Linked DNA regions of Anas platyrhynchos: region 1 is linked to region 2. A link is a contact called in public Hi-C data. All regions are on one chromosome and are shown on one strand. Each heading gives the region's core, a stretch centred on a gene start, on an enhancer-like site or on the middle of the called end of the contact. The rest is flanking DNA. Distances are from core to core; before and after follow the strand shown.

Region 1 (4,675 bases), core at 918-3,417, 39 kb before region 2:
ACTTAACTCTTATCTAGCACGCTGTTTTTTCTCATTTTTTTGGGGAAAAGGGGGGGGCACGGGGGGCTGGCACCGTTTTTACCTCGCTTCCCTGCCCACCCCTGCCGTCTGCTTGTGCTGTGACCTCTCCTCTAGGTGCTACGTAGGAGTAGAGCGAGTGCTGGGTGGTGATTTCGGTTTAAAAAGGAGAAAAAAAAAAAAAAAAACACAATAAAAAATTTGTATTTTTTCAATATTGTATTAAAAAAAAAAAAAAAATAGTGTTCTGATTAACCTCCTCCCCCTTCCTTTGCAGGTAACCTTTTCTTGTCCCCTTCCAGGTCAGATTCGAGGCATCGAGCTCGCCCCTTCCCCTCTCCTTTTAGGGGATGAGCGCGATCCTAAAGAAGGCGCCCCTAAAATAACGGGGTGAGGACGCAGCAGGGCTCGTGGATGCTGGATGGGGGGCTCTAGAGCTGTTTTTTTCTTGGAAAATGCCCCTGACCGGGGCTGAGCTGTGCCCAAAATCACCACCCTGGCACCCTGCCCTTGCTGCACGATGCTTTTAGGGCAAGATGCTTTTAGGGGATGAGCTGGAAAAGGGTCGGGGCCGCCTGCTTGTGGCCTCCTTGCACCACTCTTATTTTTTTTTTGTTTTTTTCCCTTCATTTTATGTCATTTTTTCACCTTTTGGTTTCCGAGTCTTCCTCCTCCTCCTCCCGAAAGAAGTAGTTTGTAAATAAAACCCTCTGCGTGGTCCGGAAGGAAAAGGTGGAGCCCTCCTGCAGCTCTTCTTTGGGTCAGTTTGAGCTTTTTTTGGGTTATTTCATGAATAATTAAAACAAGATTGCTGCCACCTTGCCCTCTGCTGTGGGGACGGGAGCTGCTCAGCCCCCCCTCAGCCCCAGGCTCGTCCCTGGGTCCCCAAACCCATATCCCCTTTGTTCTTTAGGGTTTTTTTTATGCAACCCCAAAACCTGCCTCGCCTCTTGGTGCACCAACCACCCCACCCAGCTCCTTGGGGACCCCTTGGTGGCACCGAGGCCGTGGTCCCCATCCCAATCCCCAAACGTCTGACCCCACAGATGGAGCCCACAAAGCCCCTTTGCGACCATCCCGAGACCCCACAGCCTGGCTGGGACGAGCAGACCCCAATGGGGGTGGGATGGCGGGGCAGGGCGGGAGGTGTTTGACCGTTTTCTCTTCTTTTTGCTTCTTTTTGACCTGTCCCAGTCCCGCTGGCACTTTAAGCAGGGGTGTTTGAGAACTGGCCATGGTCTTACTGCCCGTGTGATACTTGAAGAGATCGGGGTGTTTTGCAATTCATTCGAGTCAAAGGGTTTGGTTTTCTTTCTTTTTTTCCCTTTTTTTCCTTTTTTTTCCCCTTTTTTTTCCTTTTTTTTCCCTTTTTTTTTCCCTTTTTTTTCCTTTTTTTTTTCCTTTTTTTTTCCCCTTTTTCCTTTTTTTCCTTTATTTTCCTTTTTTTTTCCTTTTTTTTTCCTTTATTTTCTTTTTTTTTTCCCTTTTTTTTTCCTTTTTTTTTCCTTTTTTTCCCTTTTTTTTTTTTTCCTTTTTTTTTTTCTTTTTTTTTTTTTTTTCCTTTTTTTCCTTTTTTTTGGGGGGGGGTTCCTTCCCCTTTTTGTTTTTCCCCCCTTGCGTCGTGATGTAGTGGGCACGTCGCCGCCCGGCCCCACCGCCTCCTCCTCTCCGCCTATAACCTCTCCCCGAGTTGTGTATAATGAAAGAACTGTAAACTTTTATTTCTTTTTTTTTTTTTTTTTAAATAAAAAAATAATGTCTATACCTCGGAGCCTGCCTCCTGCTTCAGCCCCCACAGCTCCTCCTGCCGTGTCCTGGGGGATTTGATGTTGTTTTTTGGAGATTTTGCAGCCAAATTGGGGCTGGGAGCAGAGCTCGGGGCTCTCCCAGTGCCTTACTGGGGATACTGGGAGAGCCCCCCTGCTCCTGGTCACCTGCTTGTGCCATGGATTTGGGCGCTGGGGGAGTCCCAGCACCCTGAAAGCTCCGTCTGATGGGGGGGGGACACCCAAAAATGGGGCTGGGCTGTGCCAGGTCTTGAGCGCACCCCAATTCTGGGCACTGGGGCGCAGGGTAATTAACGCCCATGGGATTTGGGGTCCCCACAGGTGACATTTTGGGGGGACAGGACAGGGATGTCACCCTCCTGGCTGGTGGCAGGGTGCCACCTGCTGCCAGCAACCAGCCTGGCACCCTTGGGTGACACTGGGTGCTGGGGGGGGGTGACACCCCGTCCTGGGGCCACCACCAGCCTTGGGGAGGGAGTAGGGCATGGGGCACAGCTTTTTGCGCCCCTCTTTTTGCCCAATTCAGTTTTTTTTTTAGGGCCAGCTGGGGGTGGCGCTGTCCCTTCTGCCCAGCAGGTGGCCCCCGAGCCCCACCAGTAGCCTCCCACTCTGCCCAGTACGCGCGCAACTGGTGCGCCTCCGTGTCCCCCTCCCACCCCACCGAGCTCAATGGGTTTGGGGCACGGCGTGGCCGGGGTTGGGGACTTTGGGGACACGCAGAGAGGGGTGGGTGCTGCTTGGTGCCCCCAGGAGCCATCTCATGGGGCTTTTGTGCCAGCCCTGAAAGGTTCTGGATGCCTTCTCTGTGGGGCTCCGGGTGCCGGCTCCATGGGGCTTTGGGGTTTTTCCCCCATGGAGCTTTGGGTGCCAGCCCTTAAAGTCTCTGGGTGCCTGCCCCGTGGGGTTTTGGGTGCCATCTCCATGAGGCTTTGGGTGCCTTCTTCATGGGGCTTTTGGTGCCATCTCCATCAGATTTTGGGTTTCTTCCCCAAAGGGAAGGGCTTTGGGTTCCTTCTTCATGGGGTTTTGGGTGTCTTTCCCATGGGGTTTTGGGTGCCTTTCCCACAGGGCTCTGGGTGCCATCTCCGTGGGGTTTTGGGTGCCTTCCCCATGGGGCTTTGGGTGCCTTCTTCATGGGGTTTTGGGTGCCATCTCCATGGGGGTTTGGGTGCCATCTCCATTGGGTTTTGGGTTTCTTCCCCAAAGGGCTTTGGGTTCCTTCTCCATGGGGTTTTGGGTGCCTTCCCCATAGGGCCTTGGGTGCCTTCTCCATGAGGCTTTGGGTGCCTTCTTCATGGGGTTTTAGGTGCCATCTCCATGGGGTTTTGGGTGCCTTCCCAAAGCCCCCCCATGGGGGGCGAGCGGGATGTCCCCCCTGCTCCACATTTAACCCCCGTGTCCCAACGGGTGGCTGGGACCCCACAGCTCCCAGGGGGACCCCAAATCTTCCCCCATCCCCTTTTCCAGGCTGGATCGGTGAACCCAAAGGACCCCATCCCTATCTGTGGGGACGGGGACGTGCGGCTCGGAGCGGGCACGGAGACAGGTGACCCCAAGGGCTATGGGGGACACCTGAGCCCTCTCCTCCTGCCCCGTGCCGGCTCCGGTTACGGCCCCGAATTGTTCCCCCGGCTGGAAGAAATGCCGTCAGCGCCGCGGCTCGGATCGCTGCCCATTACTAATGCATGATGCTCCGGCTGTGCCCGGCCCCCCCGCCACGGCGTGAGCCCCCCCTGCGCCTCCCGAACCCCTCGGGGAGGGACAGGGATGGGTTTGGGGTAGGGACCCCAATCCCGATGTGCTGGCAAACGTCGCCCTCCTCCCCGTGGTCGGGGGTCCTGCCCCATATCTACCACCAAGGGCCCCCCCGTGCTCCTTGGTTTGCGGCTCCTGTTCCCAAAGGGAGATTTTTTCCTCCTCTCCCGTGCCCCCAAATTTCTCTGGGAACTATTTCGGGTCTTTAGGGACCATCCCAGATCTTGGGGACCTCGCCAGGCTCATGGGGACCACCCAAGGCATCTCCCGTCCTTGGGGACCATCCTGGGCTTTTGGGGACCATCCCGGGCTTTTGGGGACCATCCCGGGCTCTTTGGGACCATCCCAGGTTCTTTGGGATCATCCTGGGATTTTTGGGACCACCCCACATCTTGGGAACCAACCTGGGGGAACCCAAGCCCGGCAGCTTCACCCCAACCTCCTCACCCACCCCAAACAGCGGGGCACAAAACCCCATTGAGGGTGTCCAACCCCAACCAAACCCCAACCAGAACAACCAAACCATCCCCTCCCTTCACAATCCCCAAATTATCCCCAACCTTTTTCTCCCCCCCCTCACCCCCCAACCCAGATCCAACCCCATTTCCAAGCTGGCCTCTCAAGGGGGTTTTGCCAGTCCCGACCTCGCCGCCAGCCATAAAAACGTGCCGGGGAGGGCCGGGCAGTTAATGTACTCGGGTTGCTCTCCCTCATCCCGACGCATCAATATTGCATTATCGTTTCCATCCCCATCTGAGCCCGCCGAGGAGCCTTGGAAAAAAAACCCGGCCCCGGCACGGCCCCGGCCCCGAAAACCTCAGCGCCAGCGGGGCGGCTCTACCCGGCCCCCGCCGCCCCTTTCCGGAGGCTCCTCCGCATCAAATATTCGGGTTAGGAGCGAAGCGAGGGGCTGTCAATTTTTAAACAGGGCCATTTGCTCCGCTCGGTTCGTGGAGGGGGTGAGGCCTCGAAGAAATTTTCGGCTGGACCCCGAAATATTGACGGTGGCGGGGAGAGGGTGCTCAGTAGGGCACGGAGACCTTCCGTGGATGGGATTTGCAGCCCAACGAGTCCTACGTGCCCGGTTCCCCAAGGTTTAGTGCACCCACACCTTA
Region 2 (4,865 bases), core at 1,903-4,402:
TACAGCATAAAAGCTGTGCCCAGTTACAGCGTGCTCCACAAACACTAATTAGTTCAAATTAATGAATTAATCACCTCCACTTTGTCCTTCTTTACTAGAAGGCCCCATACTTCCCATCCTCAAAGCTGGCAGAGCTGGAAGAGCTGTTAGCTCTCAAGGAATTGCTGAGATCTTCCTACAGGTAGGGGAAAGATCGCAGTCCTACTCCCACAGCAGTGTTTGGTGGCAAAGAAAAGAGAGCACCTGTTCCACATGGAAGGTTTGGGGGGCAAGTCGCCCAGAACTTCTTAAATGCAGGAAAAAGAACTGCTCATTGTGACCTTAAGAGCCAGAACCAGTAGCAATGGGACAAAATTAAACTGAAAGCACACTGGTTTCGGAAAAAATTCTCGGAAGTACAGAGAAAAAAAAATCTACCAACTAGAAACGTGCAGGATACAGATCCTGCAAGCCAGATTCCAGGAGACTGGACTTTTTTTTTTTCCTCTAACTCCATGCCTAGTTACTTTATCTATTTTTACAGTGTCCAAATCACTTGGTTTTAAAAGGCAATTTTACAGTGAAACTACTAATAAAAATAATCCTACTCAATCAGCCTTCTATAGTAGTGGAAAAGAACATACCTGATGGACTTGAATCTGGATCACAAACAGAAACAGTTCTAGGGGTGTTTGCAGTTCAGTTGCAACAGCAATTTGGAAGCCAGCTGGTGATGGACCCCAGGATCAAGGTGGCTGCTTTATTTATTTGTGATCCCTGCACAGCATGGTTTTGGAGCTCTACCCCGACTACCAGAGCTGTGGGCTTGTGTCTTGTCCCAGGCTGTGGCTGCTCAGCCTTTACTCTAACAGCCTTTAGTCCAGAATCCTGAATTGGATGAGGAAAATGTTTTGCCCCCACCTCAGAATCACAGAATTGATTCTGTGATTTCACACCTCAGCAGCGTGAAACCCCCTGTGCTACTGGGGCTGATGCCACGTCCTGTCCTGCTCCCTCGGGATGCAGTCACAGTGTGCCCCAGCCACTTGCAGATCTTAAGAACACGAAGCAAAGCTTAAACAGCTCCCCCGAGCTGAGCAAGGACTGCTTCCTGCTGCACGGACCTGCAGAGAACTGAACTTTACCACCTTTACCTGTTGGCACACTGAGCACAACGTTCTGTTTTCTGATGAGTGACCGAGGCAGCACACAACTGGTGAAATTTGGCCTTTTAGCAAGGAACTGTTACTAATTCTGAAGGATACACAGACCAGCGTACCAAAAGGCACTATCAGCACGTTAGGGCTCTTATCAGCAAGCTCAGCCCTGTAACCGGACCCTTGCTGAACCCAAACCATTCAGGGGGTACAGTTACCACCTAGCGTTTCCCCTTTCAGGAAATTTCCATGTCAGGGTGCTCCTACTGTTACAGTGGAAACTGAAAACTATCCTGCAGTCTCCTGTACGCACGTTGAACTAGGAATTTGCTAAGAAAAAGCCTCTGTGGGACTGCAGAGAGTGTCTTTTTACTATCAGAGTGAAAACCTAGAAGAAAGCACCCGCGTGCAGCCTTCTAGCCTTCTCCTCTCTCCCGTACCTGTTGAGTGCCATGGTAACAGTCGCTCCTTGCTGCATCTCCTGAGATGCTGCCACTGCTGCTTCTGCTAACGATGCCACTGCCTGCGTGGCCTCCGATGCCTGCGTCGTCTGGATGGTCATCTCGCCCCCCTGTAGCGTTGCCCAGTTCTGCTCCACCTACGGAGGAAGAAAAAGAAGAAAGGTCCCATGAAACGAGGAAATCAGATAGTTTCAAGAAGTCTTTGGAGAACTTTGCATGTACTCTGACTCTCTCCCAGAGACTCTGACAGGGAAAACAGCTGCTATTCTGCACACGTTCAACCTTCAAGCAAGAATTTTAGTTCTCGTGCACGTGGAAGGTGCCCCCCCAAACATCTGTGAAGCACCTCACACTCCCACAAACCCCTTTTATTCAGCCATGCCCAGCAGAAAATGGGACAGCAGTCAGATCACTGCCTGCCAGGCACTTTTTAAAGCAGCCACACTGCTGTGGTGCTGGAAGCTCAGCACAGATCACCATCCCACAGGGAAAAGGGCTGCACGTGCCTCCCTGTTTCCATTTGTCTGCGCCCATCCCATCATTTTGGGGAACCATATTCCCATTTAGGATTTATTTGTGCTGGACTTGGCTCAAGCTCACCTAAAGCTCACAACTGGAACTTGTTTTGCTGCAGTAATGCACTTAATAAATGAAAATGGCCATCCACAACTGCTTCACTCTCCTGTGCCCACAGCTGAACCTGGGCAAAAGGATCCAAAGCAGGGAGGAAGCAGCGACAGGACATTGAGACAAGGTGAAAAGAAGCCGAGTTAAGAGAAGGCAAAGTCTTTTAGGCAAGAAGGAACCGAGTCTGAGTGCCTCGAGAGGAAGAAGTCGCAGATGGGAGGGATCTCAAGAGAGTTGGACTGAGTTTGTGCTGCTCCCTAGCCATGCTGAAATCAAAGCAAAGCAAGCCTGAGCAGGGAAAGGTTCCCTTCCTTCCCAGCACCACGCAGCAGGAGAACATCCATATATTCTGCAAATACAGGTATTCAGCAGTCAGATGAATGAGCACCCTGCAAAATGCCTAGGCTGTTCCAAAACAGGGAAGGAGTAAGGCCTGGAAAGGGAGGAGGAATTGTCCGGGCCCTTCTCTGCACCAACACAAAAGTTGGGCTGCTGAGATCGTAGCAAGCATCCCTGCTCCGTGTTGCTCTGCATCCTATAAACACCTCTGCTTACTCAGAGCTAACTCACATCTCCACGCAGGATGACAGCAAGGCAGAAACATCCTTAGAGATGCTGCCAGCAGGCTGTGGATCAGCTGCACACAGCAATCCCAGCCATTCACCAATGAAAAAAAAACTTTAGTATCTTTATTTCATTAAATATCTCTTAAACATTTAATTTACAGAAGGAATTAGGTGCCTGTGCTCCCTTAATTTCTGTTTGTTCCTCTGAAAATTTTTCTTCCAGGTGTCAAGAGACATCTAAAGAGGGTTCTGAAAATCCTCAAAGTACCTCAAGGTCACAGCCAGGCTGCTTCCCTTTGCTTCCCAGCTGGAAGCAGGGTCTTGTGCAGAACAACACTGTTCTGTGCTGCCACCTGTCGCCCTGAAAGCCTCCCTTGCACAGAGCTGACCAGACCCCACTGCTCCTGCACAGACCATCTGCAGCCAGGCAGCCTGGCACGCAGCAAAGGGGCAGAAAGCTGCCTGCAGCCTCAGGGATTTACAGGGGAGTTAGTGGGGGAAAAAGAAGTTAAAAAAAAAAAAAAGTTTCCTCGTGGTCTTTAAACTTTTATTAACATGATTTAAAAAAGAAGCGGAAAAAATAAACGTGTGCAAGTTTGAGAGGTCAGATTTGAGGGCTGAAGTGGTCTGGTGGAGTCCTCAACTGAAGGAGTTTTGCCCAGTTTTAGAGCACTGGAAGAAGCTTTCACAGTACATGGCACGGTACTGTGCTCTGCAGTACCTCATGCTGTCTCAAATATAACGTGCATTTATGAAGCTCTCTCCGGTATTCACTGGCAAACCTCTCTAAAAGCTGCAGAAGAACAGTCCCATTTTGTCCAGAGATCAGTAGCTGAAGAACCACACCATTTGCCCACAGCCATGCAATGTCCTCTGCTAACCACAGGCTCAGGATACCCCAGGTGTCACCCCCAACCCTGAAGTGGCAAAGCTCAGGATCTGGAGCACACGTGAAACAATTATCCCAAACAAATACAGAAACGTGGATTTGTGCAGTTAAGTCTCTATCTGCTAGAGCAGATCTCCCAGAATTAATGTACAGGACATTAAAACCGGATGAAATTCAGCACTGAGGCTTCTGCCATAATTGTTTGTGTGCTCCTGAGTCAAAACAACAACAGCTCAGCACTTTGTATGTGAAATTTCATATAGTTTCGTATATTTTAACCATGAACACCGCAGGGTTGGTGTTTTTTTGTGACTTAACTGTGACAAATTTGTCAAATTCTTTGTCAAAAACCCTTACCTCTCCGTCAGTCACTGCGGAGTAATTGACTTGTGCGACGGTGACCGTGGTAGGCAACTCGGAGGCATCAGCCAGCGTGGCAACTGTAGCACCGGTGCCAACCTGCAGGAGCCAAAAAGACGCAGCTGAAGACGTTTTTTTATTGCAGGGAAACATCCATATCATTCAGACAAAGCGACAGTCAAACGCTCTCAGGTTACAAGGCATGGCATCTACAGAGAATAATAGTAGTGGGCAGAGCTCATGGAAAATCCTGAGCTGTCTCCAAGGGGAAAAAATAACATGTTGAAGCAGTGTCAGCCTGCAGCAGCTTCCAGAGTGGGGACGGGGCCCAGAAGCAAGCTTTGCACAGCCCTTGTGCTGTCCTCTAACCACAGACCCTATTTTCCTAGCCTTGTAAAGAACAGCTGCAGGATACCACTCCCTTTTCCAGGTGTGAGCAGGGTGCACAGGTGGAACCAACACGCTTCTCCCACCCCGTGGATGTCGTGTTAAAAAAAAAAAAGGCAAAATCTGGGAGATGTGCAGCCTTGTTTCTAAGCAGAATTAAACCTGTAGGTGCTAGAAAGTCGATGGGATCTCAGGTGCTGGGCACCTAGGAGAACACTATCAAAAGGAAAACGTCTGTTAGCAGGTGAGCAAACAGCCAGCTTGGCAGCTCTACTGGGCCTTGGGGGAGCAGAAGGCTGGGCCAATTCACTGAAAAGCTTTCATTTGAAAAGCAAACAAGAAAACAAAAGCAAAACAAAAATAAAGTCCACGTCCTGAGCTGCCAGAAGCTGCCGCCCCACATGGAGAAGGGAATAGAGCAGCAGCAACTTCTGCTCTG

Evidence for each region. Hi-C and Micro-C count contacts between places; a contact is called where the count stands out from the background.
Region 1: a contact with region 2 is called in a Hi-C map of skeletal muscle, with 5 times the contacts expected there. The contact joins two enhancer-like sites. A contact is called at or near these places in 3 of 8 Hi-C or Micro-C datasets (liver, skeletal muscle and subcutaneous adipose tissue).

What each region holds. Positions count from the first base shown.
Region 1 is chr1:1,526,478-1,531,152 of IASCAAS_PekinDuck_T2T, reverse strand. No RefSeq gene overlaps it. Among named protein-coding and RNA genes, the nearest start is that of UBE2H, 45 kb to the left of the region's middle. Within about 2 kb of position 2,167, at least 1 of the 8 cell types and tissues checked has an H3K27ac peak or open chromatin away from gene starts, as enhancers often do.
Region 2 is chr1:1,488,653-1,493,517 of IASCAAS_PekinDuck_T2T, reverse strand. It overlaps NRF1 (nuclear respiratory factor 1), which reads right to left. Exons shown (of 13, transcript XM_072038291.1): 8 at 4,037-4,138; 9 at 1,577-1,734. Among named protein-coding and RNA genes, the nearest start is that of NRF1, 27 kb to the right of the region's middle. Within about 2 kb of position 3,152, at least 2 of the 8 cell types and tissues checked have an H3K27ac peak or open chromatin away from gene starts, as enhancers often do.